Linked DNA regions of Sus scrofa: regions 2 and 3 are each linked to region 1. The links are chromatin contacts, called in public HiChIP or PLAC-seq maps. All regions are on one chromosome and are shown on one strand. The core of a region is the stretch at or near the end of the contact, and the rest is flanking DNA. Distances in the headings are between cores, read along the strand shown.

Region 1 (3,941 bases), core at 1,204-3,703:
AGCTGGCTGGCGGCCTGCCATGGGCTTGGGGGTTTGGGTTGGGATGGAGGATAGAGGAGGAAAAAAACCAGTGAGAGGAAGACGAGCGAACTTCTTACCTTGCCACATGGCCATCTTGATCCTATTCTCTCCCACGTTGGGGTCACAGGCTCAGAGTTTCCCAGACCCCCCCCCCGCCCCAGTTTTGTAGGCAGGCTTGACTGGGACGTAGATGGACGAGCAGCTGTGCCGTCTGGTTTTCGGCAAGGTGTTCCAGCTCAGAACCTGAAAACATCAACAGAAAAAAAAAACATTCAAATCCTTGAAAAGTATCTCCTGGACCTCTCTGGAAAGATAAGCGGATCGAGACAGTGTCAAGTTTCCGTCTAGGCAGCGAGGTATTGCTGAAAGAAGAATGAGGAGACGTGGAGCCGGTTAATACGGCCAGTGACTGCTGTCCAATTCTGCATGAATCACTGGATCTTCAGTAAATGCGTTTCAGAATCTCAAAGGCAGGGTGGCTGGATGAGATAATCATTAAGTGTCTCTCCTACCTGGAAGTGCCACACTTTGGGGAAATGAATCGTGTGATAGCCGATGCCTTCCCAACAGCCCCCCCCCAACACCCAACTCTACATTAAAAAAAAAAAGTTTGTAGACAGGAGAGGAAAATTTTGCGATGGAAAATCTCGCAGAGGAAAAGAGAGGAAAGAAGACAGAATGAGAAGTGAAGAGCAAAGCCCTCTGGGTCGTGGTGCTTCCTCTCCGCTTCAATATATTTTCCCACATTTCGCCAGTGTCCTATAGGGAGCCTAGACGGTTTTTATAATCAGAAAGGAAAAGAACCAAAGGAAAAGAAAAAAAAATCTCATGGAATACTAATTTAAGTAAAACCAAAGCAATTCAGATAATCCCGATTTTTAAAATGTCAAATTCAGTCTTAGGACAAAAGCTGCGAGGCTCCGAAAGGCGCTGGGAATGGGAGAGAAAAAAATGAAAGGTCTGACTCCATTTGATTCAGGAGTCTAATGCATTAACCCCTTTGCTTATCCATTTAAACAAGTTCTTCATTAGTAAACTGGTCTTCCTTATGTAGCATACAAGCCAATTGGCTTTTTTCCTAAGAAAGTCTTCACTTTTTTTGACCTGAAGTTCCAAGTAGATTGCTATTTCCATAAGTTTCACAAAAGCAACACCTCCACCCACCCCCAAGTGAAAGCCCTAAGGCATACTTTCCTAAGACTAATGCGAACCTAAAAGCCATCATTTTGGCTTTTTTTTTTTTTTTTTTTTTTTTTTTTTTTTATCTTTTGCCTTTTTAGGGCCGAACCGGCAGCATATGGAGGTTCCCAGGCTAGGGGTCCAATCGGAGCTGTAGCCACTGGCCTACACCACAGCCACAACAATGCGGGATCCAAGCCATGTCTGTGACCTACACTATAGCTCATGGCAACGCCAGATCCTTAACCCACTGAGCCAGGCCAGGGATCGAACCAAAGTCCTCGTGGATGGCAGTCCGATTCGTTTCCGCTGAGCCACGACCGGAACTCCCATTTTGGCCTTTTTTTAATGCCTTCTTTAAAGGACAAACGTGTGAGAGTGTACACTCATCCCCAAAAGCCAACAGAGAAATGACAGTGCTTTGGATAAGGAAAGGCTAGAGAAGTCCAAGAAAAGTAGGAACTCACAAAAGTCCGAGGATGAATTCACCAGGAAAAAAAAAGCGCTCTGATGACTTATCTGGAACCTGGGACAGTCTGTCTTGACTTGCCTTTTTTTTTTTTTTTTCCCCTCTTATTTAGCGTGCAGTGATAAAGCACTGATCTGCACCTCGTGGGACCAGGAGAATTTAACATTTCGCAAGTCAAGCCCAAGTAGTTGCTAATAAATATATGAAGTTCACGTAAAGCAGATTCCTACTGGCCTGTTATGCTCCACACATCTGGATTCCCCTCCCTCATTCGGGGTAGCTCACAACTGACGTTAACACACGGGCACACGTACAACTTCACTTGGCACTCCAGGAAAATGATTTGCTCTGAAACGTTAATGTGGTAAAACGCGCATCGATGTGAAGGTAAAGTTTTCCCCTTGGGGCGAAGGCGCTCAAGCGCAAGCCTGGAAAGTCTGGAGAGCCAAGTGGGAAAAGGAAAACGCAGCAACCACTTTTCTGAGAGTCTGGACTCCGCTTCGCTACGACCCACACAAACTTGCCAGTCCAGGGCAGGATGGATAAGAACGGGGCCTCGACAGGGCTTAACCAGCCAGAGCCACCCTGCCCCAGTCCTGGAAAGGGGATGCCTGGAGCTAACCTCCCCCATTCAAAAGCGGGGCGGGCTTGGCGTGGCTCCGCGAGAAAACTTCGCTGGGACAGCGCAGGGACCCTGGCTCAGAGAACAGGGCTGGGCTCCCTGGAAGATGCCGCCCTGCACTGGCTAGAACTGGCCGGTCTAACTCCTCCGAGTACCAGGAGGCGGCGGCCAGGCACGGGGAACCCCCATCTCCCGTGGGCCGAGCCAGTGGGGGAGCGCTTCCCCTGTGTCGCTGCGCCCAGGGGGTGCTCCGAGGGTGGGTGAGGGCCAGCGGCCCGCCAAGGACCTGCTCGGGTAGGGACAGCCCGTTTGTCTTTACCTGTCGCCGAAGTCCGGAGCGGCGGAGCCCGTGTCCGCCGCCGGCGGGCAGAGCGCTCAGTCGGCTCTGGCGTCCGGGACACTGAGTTGAGCTAGCGCCCCACGTAGCCGGCAGAGCTTCATTCACAGCCCAGCCAGGAGGAGGGGGAGCGGAGCGGGCGCGCGGCTCATGTGACAGGCGCCTCGCAAGGCTCGGCCAAGCACCGCCGCGGTCTGCGCGTGCGCGCCCCGGCCAGCCCTCTCCCCACACCTCGGCGGAGGCGGGGAGGAGGTGGGAGGCGGGGACTAGGTGATGCCCGCGGGGGAGGCAGCAGGGCGGGGAGAGCGGCCGCGAGAACGGTGCTGGGAGGAGTTTCCGCGCGCGCAGCCGCAGTAGGTCGGCCCTGCTCGCTGCCATATTTAATGAGGACTGGGCGGGGCCTAACTCAGTGGTGGGCGTATCAATTGCCTTTAAAAAAGAAATGCTCCTTTTCAGTTTCGGGCCTGCGATCCATATTGGGGGGTTTTGTTCTTAGAACGAAAGTGATGCCCCTGAGCTTTGGGCTCACAGAATAGTTAGTAGTAGAAATGTGATACTAATTACATTAGCTCACGCATCTTGAACCTCCATAACGCCAGACACTGTTGGATGCCCTTTACTTTTTTTGATCTCATGTAATGCACACAGTAACCCCACTGGGATAGTACTATTACTTCTCCACTTTTATTCATAGGAAACGGAGGCACAGAAAGGTTAAGTAACGTGTCCGAGCTCACATAATAGTAGTAGTAGGAATAGTGATCAAATGTAGGGATGCGTGTTAACAGCCAACTCGATCCTCAGTAACACTGGAAAATCTACACTGCAGTTTTTGGTATTGTCTCCTTTTTTTTTTTTTTTTCTCTCTCTCTTTATAGTGCCGCACTCAGGGAATATGGAGGTTCCCAGGCTAGGGGTCTAATCGGAGCTGCAGCCGCCGGCCTATGCCACAGCCACAGCCACGCGGGATCCAAGCCATGTCTGCGACCGATGCCACAGCTTACGGCAACACCAGATCCTGAACCCACTGAGCGAGGCCAGAGATCGAACCCACAACCTCATGGTTCCCAGTGGGATTTGTTTCCGCTGCGCCACAACAGGAACTCCTGTCTCCATTTTAATAATTACAGAACAGAGGCTCGGGAAAGCGGAAATCACAGGACTAGTAAGAGGTAGAACTGAGATTCCAACCTAGGTCTCCCTGACTCCAAAGCCCTTATCCTAGGATTGGAGGAAACAGGCCAATGGGGCGCGTTGACCTATTTGACACGATCCAACTAATTCTTTACTGGCAGAACTGACACAGGAACGTG
Region 2 (4,319 bases), core at 1,708-4,207, 130 kb before region 1:
TCTGTGCAGACAGGAGCCAAAATAATAGGTTCCCCAGGAATACTACCATGCTTTCCATGGTGACACGTGGTCAGGTCGAGAAGGCAGGGTTCTTTACCGACAGGTACGAATAGTGTCGAAAATTATCCATCAGAAATCTATTTCCTCAGCTACAAAATCTCTAACCCTTCTATTGGGATCCAAGGTTTCCTAGGATACTAAGAAGCCATGCTTTGCAGGCTCAGCCAAGCTCCCTCACTGCCAGCCAATCCTTCATCCTCTTGGGACTCTTCCCCTGCTCTCTCCTAATCCCTTCACTCCCCTCCTCCCAGCACACCTGCAAAAATGCACTTAACTAGTTCCCTGCCTCCGCTGCCTCTTCTAAGTCTAACCTACCACAGGATCCTTGGCAGTTTTTTTGCTATGACTAACGCCACCAAGGAAATTCGGAATCTCGCAGTCTTCCCGCCTGTCGTCCAGGAAGTGTCTTCATTTATTTATTTATCTTGCTTTGTACAGCCACTCCTGCGGCATAGGGAGGTTCCCAGGCTAGGGGTCGAATCAAGCTATAGCTGCCAGCCTACACCACAGCCACCGGAATGCCGGATCCAAGCCGCATCTGTGACCTACACCACAGCTCACAGCAATGCCGGATCCTTAACCTGCTGAGTGACACCAGGGATTGAACCCACATCCTCATGGATGCTAGTTGGGTTCGTTACCGCCGAATCCCAATGGGAATTCCAGAAGTGCCTTTATTTAAGAAAAAAAAATAGCTTTTCTACTTTGCTGTCTGGATCCAACGGAGATAACAGATCCTTCCCTGCCTTGCTCAGATTTCCTTTATCTTATCCTTTAAGGAAACCTACTATCTCTAGCTCTCACCTCTATCTCAAGCTCCAGTCCTGAATGCCCAAGAATTCCACTTGACACTTCTGTTGCCACTTGAAACTCAATCGGATGAAAATGAAAAACAAGCAGAAATAACATTAACCTAAGCACAAATAATAAAATCCAAACAAGGCATGTTCCCTGCCCTCACCCCCACATTGACTTTCCCTTTCAAATGCAGGTGGCATTAGAGCCAATATTTGCAGTTGATATTTGTCTACAAATATGAACTACATTCAATGAACCTATAAAAGCATTCAATCTCAAGAGTAGGTATGCCAGGGTTCTAGAAATCTTAACAGAGAATAAACACCGTTTTTAGCTGATGAGAAGAACTGAGGCTAATATCATGGTACAACTGGAGAGATTTTCTTTCTGTTTAAATTCATTAAATGCCGGTGAATTCCAGGGACTAGCCCTGAAAGTAGGCAAGAACATTTGCAAAATGATGCAGAATCCTTTCCCTCCCTCTTCACTGGTTCCCTGTTTCATTCAGGAAATTATTTATTTATTTATTTATTTATTTATTTATTTATTTATTTATTTATTTTAAGGGCTGTACCCACGGCACATGGAGGTTCCCTGGCTAGGGGCCCAATCGGAGCTATAGCTGCTGGCCTGTGCCACAGCCACAGCCACATCAGATCCGAGCTGCGTCTGGAACTTACACCACAGCTCACCACAAGGCCAGACCCTTAACCCACTGAGAGAGGCCGGGGATCGAACCCACAACCTCGTGGTTCCTAGCTGGATTCATTTCCGCTGCGTCAGGACGGGAACTCCAGGAAATGATTTTAAAATACACAGTTCCAGGAACTCTACATTAGCCACACAAATCATAGGAGGGAAAAGTATGAGGAGTCCAAAAAAAATTTATAGTTGGCTTTGGAATATGTCCTGTAGTTGTATTTTCAGAGGGTGAACATATTGTTCTGGGAATTCATTAAAACAAAATAATGACGCTACAAGATGAAGACTCAACAAAGGAGAAGTTGGAAAACTTTTCCGTTTCCCCATAGGGACCTTACAAACTCCTTCCTGTAACCCACTGACACAGAACCCTCCAGCTAAATTGAGGTGCCTCATTTCAAACATTTCCTGGAGCAGCTATCTGGTGCAGTGTTTGGGTTATAAAGTGCTTCCTTAACAAGTACAGAGAAATAAAGGGTCAACAAAAGAAAAGTAGCAGCAGCAAGCACATCATGTGAAACAGATGCAACCAAGTGGAGTCCAACCAAGAAAATACCCATAATCAGGACAACTCAGAGTCATAGGGACCCGTGGATGATCTGCTCTGGTTGTCTTTGGTTTTAATTGGCAGACATTAAAAAGTTCCAAAGAAAAAGTTAAGGCAGCAGGATAATGAGGAAACAACTTAAAGTTCCTCAAAGCTGAGATTGGATTCTGCCTTTAGTTGGCTTCTAAGCCTATTGCTCTTTCCCCAACACTTTGGGGCTTTGTACTGACATATCAGTCCAGGGAATGGAATATCTGGAATAAGTCAAACCTCTAGATGGTCACAAGCCTGAGGTCAACCAGACGTTAGGGTTGATCAGGAACAAAGGAACAGGATTTGTTTTTTTATCCCAACTAGTGGATTACTATAGGGCTTGTCATATAATGGAGGGCTATGGGGAGGGCCAACGGGGCGGGGGGGGTGCTGGGCCAACAGGGGGGGATGTTCTTTGGTCAACATCTGTATTACATAGCTGACACTTTCAGTGTCTTCTGTCACCTTCTTGCTTAAAATCATAAGCTGGTTCCCCCCGGCCTTTTGGGTCAAGTTTCTATTTCTTTGCATCGCATTCAGAGCCCTTTCAAATCTAGATCCCATTCCCCCAGAGAGACGTATCTTCTGCCACCAGATTTGTTAGGCTCCACAGAGGCCATGTATTTTTACACCCCCATGCCTTTGCTCAGGCCAGATATTCCGTCTGAAATCCTATCCAGCCACCCCCGCCCCCGTCCTCTTTTCAGCCGGGTGAAATCCCATTCAATCCGTCTAGGGCCAGCTCAAACAGGCTTTTCCCTCAGCCCCCCTTTGTCCAGACATCTATGTTGATTGCATAATCTCTTCCACTGGAGTCTTGTGACTACACCATGTCCTTCTCATTTCTGTTGTCTCAACAACTCTAGTGTTGTTCCAGACAAGGTATTCGATAAATGCTTACTCAGGGGGAGTCTTGTTGGGGACGAAGGGTTAATAGCCAATCAACATATTTATGGGGCCGTCACTCAATAAATTTATGCCTTGCCCTATGAGGGGGAGAGGATGAAGGATACAAAAAGCATTTGTTACCCTGTCACTACCCTCAAGGAATTTACGGTCAAGCTGGGGGAGGATACATTCACAGAATGCAACTACACAGCAGCTAAGTGTTAAACTGTTAGAATAAAAGGGAAAGTGGCGTTGAGAAAATGGAGAGGAGATGGTGAGCTAGAGAAGGCTTCGTGGAGGAAAGAGGGTATGCCAGGACCAGGAAATATAATGGCCAGAGGCTCCAGATGAGAATGAGGGTGGCATTTGTGCTTGACGAGAGGACTGGCTGGCTATGACCAAATGGATGGAGACAGATCGGGAAGTGTCTGTGAAGCCGATGGAGTCAGTGTAGTTTCTGAGGAGCCACATGATAAAAAAGCACACTTTGGGGTTCCCGTCGTAGCACAGCGGAAATGAATCTAACTAGGAGCCATGAGGTTGCGGGTTCGATCCCTGGCCTCGCTCAGTGGGTGAAGGATCCAGTGTTGCCGTGAGCTGTGGTGTAGGTTGCAGACACGGCTTGGATCCCGTGTGGCTGTGGCTCTGGCATAGGCTGGCAGCAACAGCTCCGATTGGACCCCTAGCCTGGGAACCTCCATATGCTATGGGTGCGGCCCCAAAAAGACAAAAAAAAAAAATACTTTTAGGAGGTAAGAGCGGCAGCAGTGGACTGGAAGTGAGAAAGGAAGAAAGGGCTAGGAAGGCAGTTTGCCATTTCCAGTTTTGCTGTAGATGATTTGGGCAGGAGGAGGAAGGGGACAAAGGGGTAGAAGGAGCACATGTTCCCAACAGTTATAAGGAAAGAGCCAGGTGGGGATGGGGTCGGGTGGTGCTAATTTGTGGTATGGCACACTAGCATCTTGTTTAACTAATGACAGCGACACGTGTTGGTACAAATAAATTAGTATTTCCATCCCAACTAGCCCATTTGGCAAAAACAAATGTACAAACCTGAATAGGCAGGCTTATTGACACATGACCCTTCAAATAAAAATATAAAGTATATCACATATTCCCATGGTAACAGGGCTGCACCCGCAGCATATGGAGGTTCCCAGGCTAGGGGTCCAATCGGAGCTGCAGCTGCCGGCCTATACCACAGCCCCAGTCATGCAGGATCAGAGCCGCGTCTGAGACCTACACCACAGCTCAGGGCAATGCTGGCTCCTTAACCCCCTGAGCCAGGCCA
Region 3 (3,990 bases), core at 136-2,635, 180 kb before region 1:
TGACCCAAGCTAATGCAGTCAGAATCCTTTTTATGTCTTTTTAGAGCCGCACCCACAGCATATGGAGGTTCCCAGGCTAGGGATCAAATTGGAGCTATAGCCGCTGGCCTACACCACAGCCACAGCAACAGGGGATCTGAGCCGCATTTGCGACCTACACCACAGCAGTGCTGGATCCTTAACCCACTGAGCGAGGCCAAGGATCAAACTTGCGAGCTCATGGATACTAATCAGATTCGTTGCCACTGAGCCATGACAGGAACTCCTGCAGTCGGATTCTTAACCCACTGTGCCACAATGGGAACTCCTGTGTGCTTCTGTTTTTGTTTTTTTTTTTTTTGCAGGAGAGATCTAACATACACACCAAATGGTAACAGAAAGGTAAGGAACCAAGAAAATCATTTTTACATTGAAAAAGATAATCGAGGAGTTCCCGTCGTGACTCAGTGGTTAACAAATCCGACTAGAAACCATGAGGTTGTGGGTTTGATTCCTGGCCTTGCTCAGTGGGTTAAGAATCCGGCGCTGCTGTGAGCTGTGGTATAGGCCAATGGCTACAGGTCCAATTAGACCCCTAGCCTGGGAACCTCCATATGCCGTGGGAGCAGCCCTAGAAAAGACAAAGAGACAAAAAGACAAAAAAAAAAAAAAAAAAAAAGAAAGAAATAAAGAAAAAGATAAGCGAGAAAACAAGACTAATGAAAATTTTAATTTAACCTCAAAATGGGACTATGGGCAATTTTACTCCAGGGTTTCTGTTATTTTGCTATGGAACACGCCATAATATTTTTAATGTTCTAATGCAATGCTCAGGGAAAAACTGCTTTTGGAGTCTATACAATAAATGCATTTTTAACCCACTCCGTCCTTTGTTACAAATTATAGCTTACCTGTTGACTGACTTTAAGATTTCTTTTTTCTAATTTTTTTTTGGCTTTTTAGGGAAGCACCCGAGGCATACGGAGGTTCCCAAACTAGGGGTCCAATCAGAGCTGTAGCTGCTGGCCTACGCCACAGCCACAGCAACGCGGGATCTGAGCCGCGTCTGTGACCTACACCACAGCTCAGGGCCATGCCAGATCCTTAACCCACTGAGCCAGGCCAAGGATCGAACCCGCAACCTCACGGTTCCTAGCCGGATTCATTTCCGCCACACCACCATGGGAACTCCGACTTTGACATTTCTATTGAAATCACTAGAGAAAGATAGATTCAGTCACATGGTGTCCTAACAGCTAAGGAGAAACACCAGGCTCGTTTAAAACAAGCAAAAAATCTAAGTTATTGTGTAAGCATCAAACAACTCCACATGTCAAGAGAGAAACAGGGTTGCACCTAAACCACAGAGAAAAGCAGCTGGCACTGGTTCCCCTTTTTTCACGAAAAGGAAAGGAAGATTCTGCAATTGCCAACAAGGACAATGTATGCAATGAAGTAAATCTAAGAAGAGAAGGCAGTGGTTCAGAAATCCTCACAACACATTACCTCATCTGCGCTGATGATAAGCTGGGACCAGCTATTCCACTCAGGGCATTTATCTCTGTCTTTAAAGGTGACGTGCTTGGAGTTCCAGCAGCAGTGTTCATGGTTAAACCAGAGTCCCTCTGTGCATATACCTTCTTTTAAGTCTGTCATCCAGTGAGCAGAGATGTCAATCAAGCCAGCTAGGGAACCTGATTTGAGGGGAGGGAAGGAAAGGCCACAGTCGTCAGAGGTAATAAGGGAAAAAGGATCAAAACAATGGACAAGTATGGAGTTCCCATCGTGGCTCAGTGGTTAACGAATCTGACTAGGAACCATGAGGTTGCAGGTTCAATCCCTGGCCTTGCTCAGTGGGTTAAGGATCCGGCGTTGCCGTGAGCTGTGGGGTAGGTTGCAGACGCGGCTGGGATCCCACGTTGCTGTGGCTGTGGCGTAGGCCAGCGGCTACAGCTCCGATTTGACCCCTAGCCTGGAACCTCCACATGCCACAGGAGCGGCCCTCAAAAGGCAAAAAGACGAAAAAAAAAAAAAAAATGATGGACAAGTCTGTAATTTCTCATTCCATCTGCAACCTCCTTCTGAGTGTCCGCCTGTTAGCTTTTCACCTAGCATCTCTAGTAGAAGTTACCTATTATTAAATGCCTGTTCAAGAGGGGGAAAAACAAAACACTGCCTGCATTAAACACTGTCTTTCTATGGGGAAAATTTAGGGGAGAGCAAAGTGGGTGGGTGGGAACAAGCGGTGTGGATTTGACTTTTAGCTGCTCCATGTGGCAAAGACTCTGCTTTGACTTAAGAGGTGATGCATACTAATCCATAAAGACAGTCATGTTAGGAGTTCCCTGGCAGCCCAGTGGTTAAGGATCCAGCCTTGTTACTGCTGAGGCTCGGGTCGCTGCTGCAGCACAGGTTTGGTCCCTGGCCTGGGAACTTCTTCATGCCGAGAATGCAGCAAAGATAAAAAAAAAAAAAAAAAAAAAAAAAGATGGTCACATTTATTAAAGATTATTTCACGCTCCCTTTACACATAAAACTGAGAAAATGTAAATTGCCTACATTGAAGAATATTATTTTTATTGGAGATGGCTTGCAGAGGGCAGCTGATGACTATGAGAAGGGCTCAGTCTGAATAGCAATTTGGCTTCAGGGACAAGGGAATTTGAGTGATGCAGGAAGGCATGGTAGGCTAAGGGAAGTAAGTTTATAAAAGCACCAACTGTGATGTACGTGGAAGCTTAGATGAAGCTGTAGACGGGCTGAAGACTCCTGAGCCTGGGACGTGAACATTCGGAAGTTTCCTTAGGGAGAAGGAGCAAATAATATTTCACACACAGCACTCCTCAGAGAAAATTAGGAGAAAATGAACCGTGAATGGGGACTTATATGCACCGTGGCTAATAGACTGATAGGGTTAAGAGAGTGATAGCACTTTCGATTCTGGCCTTCTCATCATTTCTGCTGTCCAGATGAAGAAACTCTGGCATAAAGAAATTAAATGGTCTAGAATGGTGCTTTAGGGAAATCGCAAAGACATCATAAAATTCATAGCCCCCGAATTCCGAGACTGTTCCTGCATTCAGACACACTGCTTCCATTATTGCTCTCCGATGCTTAAAAAACAAAATACGCTGTGTGTACGAAGGAAAGAAAAATATTCACCGACCACCTAGGGACAAGACATACATTAAAAAGCTGAGACTATTATGCCTACGTTCCAACGGACTGCAGGCTGGGTCATGGGTATGTTTGGGAGGTGCTACGAGTGTTAACATAGGTTATTGACATACTGGAATTATGTCGAATTTAACACGTTGTTTGACACCTATTCTTGGCCACTCCAGCCCCTGCCGTTCCTTCCTTCCAACTCCGATTGCACTTACTGCCTGGATTCAGAAAATGAACAGGATGTTCAAAAGTTCGGCTCATGCTCTGGCTGGTTCACACGTGTGTGTTATTCCACCTAACATCGGCTCCCGCAATCCTATCTTCCCTTCCACGTCTCCTTCTCCTTTTCCCAATAGGCTCTTTCTTCCCTGGTCACAATTTTCTTTTTCTTTTTACAGCCGCACCTGCGGCATATGGAGGTTCCCAGGCTAGGGGTCAAATTGAGCTACAGCTGCCAGCCTACACCACAGCCACAGAAAGGCCAGATCTGAGCCATAGTCTCTGGCAATGCTGGATCCTTAACCCACTGAGTGAGGCCAGGAATCCGACCTGCGTCTTCATGGACACTATGTTGGGTTCTTAACCCACTGAGCCACAGCGGGAACTCCCCCTGGTTAAAAAAATTTTTAGTGGGTTTCCCAACCCTAAAGAATGAAATGCTTCCCCTTGTCCATGCTACCGTTTCGAGCATCTGGACCTCCTTTCCTTTCACTGACTACCCAGTATCTGCAGAATGTCTACAATGGTCCATCCCCTTGAAAACTGGCTCCTAATATTTATACTGAGACAATATTTCAGATATCCTCCTAACTGCCAAAGCAGTGACCTTTTCTCAGCCCCCTT

The links. HiChIP or PLAC-seq counts read pairs in DNA pulled down with a chosen protein or histone mark.
Region 2: an H3K27ac HiChIP or PLAC-seq map of alveolar macrophages shows a contact between it and region 1. The contact joins two enhancer-like sites. A contact is called at or near these places in 2 of 2 datasets of contacts at active chromatin or transcription factors (alveolar macrophages and skeletal muscle).
Region 3: an H3K27ac HiChIP or PLAC-seq map of alveolar macrophages shows a contact between it and region 1. The contact joins two enhancer-like sites. A contact is called at or near these places in 6 of 47 Hi-C or Micro-C datasets (embryonic fibroblasts, mesenteric adipose tissue, omental adipose tissue and 2 more) and 2 of 2 datasets of contacts at active chromatin or transcription factors (alveolar macrophages and skeletal muscle).

What each region holds. Positions count from the first base shown.
Region 1 is chrX:43,612,488-43,616,428 of Sscrofa11.1, reverse strand. No RefSeq gene overlaps it. Among named protein-coding and RNA genes, the nearest start is that of USP27X, 61 kb to the right of the region's middle. Within about 2 kb of position 2,453, at least 57 of the 83 cell types and tissues checked have an H3K27ac peak or open chromatin away from gene starts, as enhancers often do. A contact at or near this core is called in alveolar macrophages, where this site is marked.
Region 2 is chrX:43,745,064-43,749,382 of Sscrofa11.1, reverse strand. No RefSeq gene overlaps it. Among named protein-coding and RNA genes, the nearest start is that of CLCN5, 32 kb to the left of the region's middle. Within about 2 kb of position 2,957, at least 3 of the 83 cell types and tissues checked have an H3K27ac peak or open chromatin away from gene starts, as enhancers often do. A contact at or near this core is called in alveolar macrophages, where this site is marked.
Region 3 is chrX:43,787,121-43,791,110 of Sscrofa11.1, reverse strand. CLCN5 (chloride voltage-gated channel 5) reads right to left here. Exons shown (of 11, transcript NM_214139.1): 3 at 1,486-1,673. Among named protein-coding and RNA genes, the nearest start is that of CLCN5, 10 kb to the right of the region's middle. Within about 2 kb of position 1,385, at least 1 of the 83 cell types and tissues checked has an H3K27ac peak or open chromatin away from gene starts, as enhancers often do. A contact at or near this core is called in alveolar macrophages, where this site is marked.